Linked DNA regions of Mus musculus: region 2 is linked to region 1. Evidence: chromatin contacts called from public Micro-C data. All regions are on one chromosome and are shown on one strand. Each heading gives the region's core, a stretch centred on a gene start, on an enhancer-like site or on the middle of the called end of the contact. The rest is flanking DNA. Distances are from core to core; before and after follow the strand shown.

Region 1 (4,723 bases), core at 2,061-4,560:
CAGCGCCGCACATAGCCCAGCCTGGTCTTGAACTCTAGGAACTGAGGATGGCCTTGCACTCCAGACTTGACCTTGCTTCTATTTCCCAACCACTGACATTAGCGGTATGTGCCGCTATGCCCAGTTTACTTTAATAAAGAATAAGTACATCATTTCTTGGTCTTTTGATTAAGTGTGAAAGTGTAGACAGGACAATTCTTTTTGTTGTTGTTTATTTTTTATATTTGAGATAGATGAACTAGAGTTTTGTCTGTGTAGCCCAGGTTGGCTTTAAACTTGGCCATCTTCCTACCTGAGCTTTCCTAAGGTTGGATTATAAGAACATGCCAACACCCCCCCCCTTTTTTTTTGAGATAATTTTTCACTATGTACTCCAGGAACTTGTAATTTTGCCTCAGCCTCCCAAGTGCTGGGATGTAGCACGTGTGCCAATATGGTTGATCTGTGGATAGTTAACTTTTGTATATGGTTGGATAATATTTTGTTAAGCGATTGAAGTCTAATTTACTTGGCAGGCACTTTATTGGAAGATATGGAGGTTATCTTCAACTTCTCACCAAGTGTGTGTCCTTCTTTAAAGATGTGTTACGTCTAGAATGGCCAGCGCGTCCCTGACACATGAGTGGCAAAGGGTCCATCTTAGGTTTGAGGACTCCGTTCTGCTGAACCCTTTCTCCGTAGTAAGCCTGGCCAACCAGTCCCTGTAGTCCTCTGCCACCGAGGGAAGGTTTTATTTCACTTCTTTTCCTGGGTGAAGATAAATGACAGTTGTTTAGTTCAATTGTTAGATCTACATTATAAGATCGTGGTGTACTGGTAGATGCTATATGTAGCCTAAGGTAGGGGCATCAGAGATTTAATTTTCATAGATATGAGATGATATATTTTGGAATACAGCAATGCCTCTAGTTTCAGATATGTACATTAAAAAAAAACACTGTGACTTTTCCCCCAGGTTGTTTTCTTTTGTTTTATATTTCCCCCAAACATCTAGCTATGTAGTCCAAGATGGCCTCCTAATCACAGAAGTCCTCCTGCTTCAGCTTCCCGAGTTATGTGATCACAGGTGTATGCTACTGTGACTGGCCAGTACTGAATGTGGTTCTTTTTTCTAATGCCCAGGACTAAATCTCAGTAGTGCAGGGTAGACATTGGAAAAACAGAAGAACGGCAATTCTAGTGAGATTTCCCAAAGTGTAAAGCAGAGACAGAGATGGAACACTCTTGGCCAGGGCCTGGAGTTATCAAAGAAGAAGGAAGAGGAGGAGGAGGAGGAAGAGGAAGAGGAAGAGGAAGAGAGGAAGAAGAAGAAGAAGAAGAAGAAGAAGAAGAAGAAGAAGAAGAAGAAGAAGAAGAAGAAGAAGAAGAAGAAGAAAACAATCTAAAACCCAAAGGCGAGACAGAGAGAAGGGAATGTGCAGTATGGCTAAATACTTGAGATGCTGTGTTGGTAACTATAGATGGGTAAAAGGCAGTTGTGACTGAAGTTGTTCCAGCAATGCCAAGAATTCCAAATGGGGGCTTGTTGCATTCAGCTGTTGAGATGGAGCTCATTCCTCAGGTCCCAGGTTTCTCTTGTGGAACTTAAAGCTCTTTGGGGGTCACCAGGAGAAACCCACCATCTTACTTTTCTGGCCAAAGAATTAACTGAGAAGTTGGCCAAGGAAGCAAATTCTAGTCAAACTTTAAAGAATATTATTAGAACAAGTAATACAAATTTTAATTTTTAAAACTTCATGTAGGGTTATATAGCCTACAGTGATGTTTATTAGAATTTTTAAAAATCTAAACCTTCCCCCACTTGGATTTTAAAAAGGAGCTGAAAGAATTGAGTGGCTCTTAATAAGAAACAGCTCGGAAGTCTAAGAAAGTAGAGGAACTGCAGGTTTCCTTTGTTACACCACATTCAACGAACCATTGCTAGGAACTTAGTTTCTTGTGTAGTGGTTCTCAACCCTCCTAATGTTGTGACCCCTTAATACATTTCCTCATACTGTGGTGACCTTAAACCATAACACTGTTTTTGTTGCTATCTCATATCTGTAATTTTACCACTGCTTTGAATCATAATGTAAATACCTGTGTTTTAGGATAGCCTTGGGAAACTCTTGTGAAAAAAACTTTTGACGCAAAGGGTCGCGACCCATCGGTTGAGAAACCTTGTCCTGTGGCAAGTCGTGTTTTCAAGAGAAAGTTGAGTGAGGTCAGTCCAAGCCAGGCATGATGGTTCATGCTTGTGATCATAGCACTCAGGAGGCTGAGGCAGGACGATCATAAGTTCAAGGCTAGCCTCAGGATGTAGTATGACTTAATCTCAACAAAAATCCGAAGTACTACAACAAAACAACAACAACAACAAAAAGGGTAATTCTACGCTGGGTGTGATGGTCCATACCTATAACCCCCAGCACTGGGGATGGTGAGGTTGGAGGTGAGTTTGAGGTCATCCTGGGCTACATAGAGCATTGCCGGTCAGGCTGGGCAACATAATGACAGTCCCCCGTATCCCCGACCCCCCCGCAAAAAAAAGTTATTCTCAACTGTGTTCTACTTGCTATCTTAGCAAAATTATGAAACTTGGTTCATCTTTACATGGCTTTATTACATTGCTGGCGTCTTCTGTTTTTGTAGTTTATTTTAAAAGGGAGACCAAGGTCAAACATGGTAACGAACAGTGTTGCTTTTAGAGAGGAATGCGGATCTAAGGGTGCTGGGGAAAAGAATCAGATGTTTCAATTGTGTAGCGTTCTGTTCATTCAGCCCAATGGCAGGTACTCATCCTGGGAGTTTGAAGCTACAACCATTCTACCTAATACCATGCTACACAGCACTGCCATTGGATAACTTTACAATTCAGGGTTAGTCTCGGCACATCCAAATGCTATCTGTTATGGATGCTAACTTTAGACATGCGGTCGAGAGTTGTAGCCAACCTCCTTAAAATGACCAGTTGGGTGCTTAGGCAGACAACTTAGAACACTCAGAACTCAACTCGGAACAAGCTCTGCACAGGTATCTATTTCCCCTAGCTCTCTTATCAAGTCACTTGGTAAAGATTAGCCAAATCGAACGGGCAATCCCTTACTGCTCCATTCCCAGAGGCTCGAACGCCAGAGACCGGTCCCCTAGAATTTGCCCGTAAGGTAACTCTGGAAGTGACAGACAGCCCGAAGCCGGGATTCTCCCGCCTTTTGATTGGACTTTGCAGGAAGCCCCGCCTCAGAGGCTTGACTCAGGACTGCAATTGGCCTAGTGAGGCTGAGTGGCGGGTCTTGGCCACGCCCCTGCCGTCCGCTGCGCTGCCTGGGCCAGCGCCGTTTCCAGTTGAGAGATGGCGGCCGCCGCAGGTAGATCGCTCCTGCTGCTGCTCTGCTCCCGGGGCGGCGGCGGGGGCGCCGGCGGCTGCGGAGCGCTGACTGCCGGCTGCTTTCCCGGGCTGGGCGTCAGCCGCCACCGGCCGCACCAGCAGCACCGGACGGTGAGCGAGCGCGGCTCCGGGGAGGGCGGGGCGGCGTGGGGAGCCGCGGGCAGGCCGGGGCGCCCGGCGACTTCCCTCAACTCGCGGCCGCCCCGGGGTGGCGGGCCACCGAGCCGCCGTGTCCTTCAGCGCCTGCGGCGGCGGCGGAGAAGGCAGGGCGGGCGGGAGGCAGGAGAGGAGGAGGAGGGGCGACAGCAGGGATGTTCCCGCAGGACTGGGGACGCCAGGGCGGGGAAGGCACGGGACTTGAACCTCTCCCTGACCCGCCTCCGGGCTCGGTCCCTCCTTCCGTCGTTTCTGACAGCTTTGCTCCAATGCTCCCGAACTGAGCCCGGTGCAAGTTGTCCCCTTCTCACCTCCTCTGGGCGGGTTGGAGCGTCCGGAGTTGCCGCGGTTGCCGGTGTGTCAGGAGAGTGGCAGTGCCATGCTGCTGGGAACTGTCCCCGGAGAGCACCCCGGGACCCCAGGAGGCTGCTGCCTCGCCCTCTCCCGGCCCCCTAGGAACACGCAGGGAGGAAAATCAAACTTTATCCTTCTCTGATCAGGTCCCCTGCCTGTGCGTGTTCTGCTTCCTCGAGGTGGATGCTGCATTGCTTCAGGAGGCAAACACCATCCCCTCGGGTTCTTAAAGATCCCGGTGGTCCCTTCCGAGGGTTGTGCACGCGTGCCCAAAGGAAGGGCAGCAGGCACAAGAGAGGCGGCATGGCAAGTTGTTCACAGAGGGAGAGATTTAGTGATTCCATTAATCAGTTCTTGCCGGGTTTCATTGCTTGGCAAAGAAGGAATTCTGTCAGTAGCCCAGGGGCGTGTGTATGTGTAGTGTTGGCGGTATGGTACCTGAGCTTGGCATGGAGTTCTTGACCTAACAGGTCAGCAGGTTCCCTTCCTTTGGACTTTCGAGGCCCATATGTGTTGGTCTCTGGCCAACTCTTGAGAGAACAAGTGTAGGTTTAATTTCATAAGGTGAACTTGTGTAGTGTGATGAGAAGGCTCACTGCAGCTGGCCCAATAGAGAAGGTGCTGCCTTCAGCCCGTGCATCATGATCTGTCTTGTTCTGTTTCCCTGTCTCCTAAGAGGAAAGGACTAGAGCTTTGCAGAGAGGATAGCCCTAGACCTGTGGTAGCATAAAATTGTGGGAACGCACTATGAAAAGAACCGAGGCGCTGAGAATACAAGATAGTATTGCTATTATTAGTGGTAGTGATGGACCTGAGCTTCCTTCTTGTGAGAAGATTGTACTTTTT
Region 2 (4,570 bases), core at 376-2,875, 390 kb before region 1:
AGGCAGGTGGATTTCTGAGTTCGAGGCCAGCCTGGTCTGCAGAGTGAGTTCCAGGACAACCAGGGCTATACAGAGAAACCCTGTCTCAAAAAAACCAAAAAACAACAAAAACAAAAAACAAACAAAAAACAAAAAAACAAAAAAAAATTCTGCTGTGTAGGCAGGTAACATATGCACAGACTACATTCGTAAATAAATAAATGTAATAAGAAATTTAAATTAAAAACTCCATTATGTAGGCCTCAACTGGGCAGTTCACAGCACATCCTAAGCAAAAATAGTGTCGCTTTCCATGAGCTCACCAGTGTAAGTTCTTGTATAGGTGTCTGATTAACCTATAGGGGGTGAGGTCTTGCTAGCCACCTAAGTATGAGCAGAGTGCTTCATTCACCCTATCCAGTATGATATTTTATCGTATCCAGTTTGATAACGCATTGAGGAACCATCGGTACAATACCCGCGGAAGAGAGGTAAGCCGTTTTAAAGATGCTAGAAATAAATACCTTCCAATCAGATTTATTTCCCTATCACAGTACAATTAAAATATGACTTACTAACACAGTTCTCGGACCAACACAGTACTGAGAAGGAACAGTTTCCCGAGGCCACTGCCTCCAGAACACAACAAACGGCTTCACGCTTGAATCAATAATTCGGAATTAAAGGCTCCTGATAAACTACCCCATGTTCCCATCCCAGATGGCTGCGGCTACAAGTTCACGTACTTAACAAGTTCCACCAAAGAAGGCCTAACAATCCCTTCCAAATGAATGCTTGACCCAACCCTCAGTCAAGTCGCTAATCCGCAGCCACCTGCAGGACGCAAGAAGAGGGTTCGTGCTTTGAGAAAACAGAAAATCAACGTTGGCAGGGGGATGCAATTATTAACAGTCTTGTGCCGCGCCACCCTGGTGTGCTACTCCTTTAGCATCCCTTCCCACTTCAAAAACCACGTTCTGTCGAAAAGGAGCCTTTACAAAGTGTGAGCACTGAGCACGAAGCCACAGTGGTACCTTTCCTGAGCAGCTCCAGGCAGAGACTGCGCAGAAGGAGGAGAGCGGACTAGCCCTGGGTCATGGGTGTTTGAAGAGGGAAAAGTGGATATGCTTTCGTGCAATTCTCACATAAAAAGCAAACGCTGAACATCCTACGCTAGAGAGGCGGAGCAGACAGCACCAACGCAAGAAAACCAAAACTGCGGGGGACTGGGGCGGGGAAGGGGGCGGGGCAGCCACAGCGACCCGGAAGTGTTCTCGGAAAGCTCGGTCTGGCCCAGCCGGGCTCCGCCCCCTCCACGCATGCGCGCTAGCACCGCCCTCTAGCCCTCACCGCCGCAGGGACAGGCGCAGCACCGCCATCAAACTCCCACAGCTCAGGCGGGCGCGCGCACGCCGCCGTCTACGTCGTGGCGAGCGAGGCCGCACGGCTTCGTCCAAGGGGCGGGGCTGTCAGTCAAAGTGCACAAGCTGCTGAGGTAAGTGGCCGAGAACCTTCCAGACCTGATTCCCCCCTACGCTCCTACCTGCCAGGACTAACTGGGAGCGTAGGAAGAGACCCTGGAGGCTCGCCCGCGCCGGCCGTATGCAAAGGCAGCGTCATCCGACTGAGCATGCGTGGGGCGGGTTGGCGCCTGCGCCGTGGGCCGGCCGCAAGCCTTCCCTTCCTCCCCGAGTTGTTGGGTAGGAAGCGTACCTGGGTGGAGTTGGAGTAGCCAGGATTAGGGTGCTGGCTCCTCCCCTCTCCCGCGAGCTTCTTCATCCCACCTAGAAAGAGCTACCGCAGCTAGGTGCTGCGGGTGGTGATCCGTCTGTCTAGGTGGGACACCTAGTGATTTTTGTTAGTAGAACCCAACGGGTGTCATAATTAGCCACCTCACTTGGATCCCGATCGACATAAGCATCTGGTTTGTTCTGGGCTTTATTTTAAAGGAGGATCTCTTTTTTTGTTTTGTTTTGTTTTAAGACTATAAGCGGAAAGTTTATGAGTGCGAGGTCGTCCCTGTCGTACACAAAGTAAGTATTTAACCACGCCAGCCATATTGTGCCCCACAAACTATCATTCCGCTTCTTAGGAGCGTTTCCTCTGCTTGGCAGCAGCCACAGCTTCCCTGATAGGGCCAAGTTCCAGATAATCATCATTCAACAAAAGTTCACTGAGTGCCTCGTTATGAGGATGGTAGTCTCCTGAGCGACAGGGTTGAATACTCCATGCAGAAAGAGTCATGACTGGAACTGTCTCGGTCCCCTGCAGCCTCTACTGAGCTGATTGCTTTTGTCCTCGGTTTGTTTGTTTGTTTGTTTTGGTTGGTTGGTTGGTTTTGTGGGGTTTTTTTTTTTTTTTTTTTTTTTGGTTTTTTTGGTTTGGTTTGGTTTTTTTTGGTTTTTCGAGACAGGGTTTCTCTGTACAGCCCTGGCTGTACTGGAACTCACGCTGTAGACCAGGCTGGCCTCGAACTCAGAAATCTGCCTGTCTCTGCCTCCCAAGTGCTGGGATTAAAGGCGTGGGCCACCTCCGCCCGGCTGACCTCGTATTTATAAATCATTCATCCAGGAGCCACTGTGACAAGGGTTTTTATAAGATGCCTCCAGGGTACAAAGGTAGTTTGTTTTCTCCTTCCAACGACATGGGATCCTTTTCAGTGCCTCACACTTGGGTAAGCAAACACTCTAGCCACCTCACAATACATCCCCAGGCCCAGGCTTGAAGCTGGTGTCTGCTGTCTTCCTCCTTAGCCTTTCATAGCTTCCCTGAACCCAGAACATTCCCATTCCCCATAACCTAGCTAACAACATTGCTATGGGGAATCGCTTATCTTCTGCCTCCCAAGGGCTGGGTTTACAGGCAGCTACCACACCTGTGAGGCTTGTAAGTGACTTGAAGGGCTCCCCAACCCCTCCAGTGAAAACACTTACTCCATGTAGCTCTCCCCAGCCCCACTGCAAGATTCTTTATAAGATCATGAGGTGAATGTGCTGACTGAGAGTGTAGCCCAGCGCTAGGATGTGTGAAGTGCGTAACATCACACTGCCTGCCTCCCGAGCAGACCCTTCCCTCCCGGGAGCTTTACACGTAAGTGAAAAGCTGGATTGTGCATAGGGAAAAGTGTATGTGCCAGTGCACACCTGTAATTCCAACACTCGGTAAGCCAAGCCAGCGGGATCTGGGATTGCGGGCCAGGCCGGGCTGATTTGCTTGTCTCGGCTGTACTTATTTAACCCTCATAACTCTTCCTCGGGGTAGGCTCCACTGTTACTGACTCCAGCTTACAGGTGAGGCATCTAAGGGACAGAAAAGGCAACTGATTTGTCCAGTCTCGCAGCAGGCAGCAAAGCCAGGGTACACACCTAGGCAGGCACTTCTTTACCATCAGTGCTTGTTTGAAGATTTACTTAATGTAGGCGGGCAGTGGTGGTGCACGCCTTTAGCCTTTAATCCCAGCACTTGGGAGGCAGAGGCAGGCGGATTTCTTGAGTCGAGGCCAGCTTGGTCTACAGAGTGAGTTCCAGGACAGCCAGGGATATACAGAGAAACCCTGTCTCGAAAACAAACAAAAAAAGATTTACTTATTTTTACGTGTGTGTGTTGGGGGGGGGGGGGAGGGGTTGACCAAGGAGGTCAGAAATGGGCAGCATACCCCTCAGAGCTAGAGTTGTAGGTGGATGTGAGCCACCAAACACTGAGTGCTGGGACCCTACCTCCAGTCTTCTTCAAGAGCCACAAGCACCCTTCACCTCTGAGCCAGCTCGTCAGCCCCCCACAGTCAGTCCCTAACCACTGGGCTACCTTGCCCTCAGGCACAGCAGCACCTCAACAAGCCATTGCTTCAAAACTTAGGTGACCTTTAGGAAGTCAGGGGTTCCCATGGACTGTGTAAGCATTCTATGAACATACCTAAGTGAGAGGCTACTTAGAGTTACAGGGATCAGTCAGTCCCCAAGCTCAGCAGCTACAGGCTAGGGTTTGTTGTTCTCTTTACCCTTTAATGGTGGCATCCAAAACTAGAAACTGAGGTGTAGCTCAGAGTGGAACATGCTCTTAACAGGGCCCTGGCTTTCATCTCCAGCACCTGAAAGAAAAGAAACCCAAATAAACCTTAAGCAAAGCATTAGAGCCAGACATCCTACAGGTGTCTCTCCATCTCAGCAGAAAACGGCTTATTGAAAGTTAACCTTGCGCTGATTCTGATTCGGCACTGTTTTTCCACTCCAACTGTTTCCTGCATGGAGCTATAGTTCTGAGAATTGGGAAGAAAGTAAGATGAAAGGGAAGTCCTTTGATGAGTTTCAGCTTAGAATAGTCACTGTGGCTAGCCTTTGAAGCTGACTGGCAGTCGCTTGGGTGCTCTGTGGAGCAGCTGATCTCAAAATACAAAACACAAAGCAGAAGCAACTAAATAGAACATCATCAAGGTGGAAGCTGAAAAGATCAGAGTTTAAAATCTTAGTTGAGAAAAATAGTTCTCAGTGGGTCCTGCCCTGAACTGGGAGGAGGTAAGACCAGAGCTGCTCTCCAGGGAGCAGCCAAGTGAGTGCGCTGTCTGCTTCCCTGGAATCCCAACCAGGGACCCCGC

What was found. Hi-C and Micro-C count contacts between places; a contact is called where the count stands out from the background.
Region 2: a Micro-C map of embryonic stem cells shows a contact between it and region 1, with 4 times the contacts expected there. The contact joins the promoter of Ascc1 here to the promoter of Mcu in region 1. A contact is called at or near these places in 4 of 484 Hi-C or Micro-C datasets (B cells, CD4 T cells, embryonic stem cells and 1 more) and 2 of 9 other capture datasets (liver and pancreatic islet).

What each region holds. Positions count from the first base shown.
Region 1 is chr10:59,615,279-59,620,001 of GRCm38.p6, reverse strand. Mcu (mitochondrial calcium uniporter) reads left to right here and starts at 3,310. Exons shown (of 8, transcript NM_001033259.4): 1 at 3,310-3,478. The coding sequence starts at 3,332.
Region 2 is chr10:59,999,860-60,004,429 of GRCm38.p6, reverse strand. It overlaps Ascc1 (activating signal cointegrator 1 complex subunit 1), which reads right to left and starts at 1,625. Exons shown (of 11, transcript NM_026937.3): 1 at 1,523-1,625. It overlaps Anapc16 (anaphase promoting complex subunit 16), which reads left to right and starts at 1,295. Exons shown (of 4, transcript NM_025514.3): 1 at 1,295-1,474.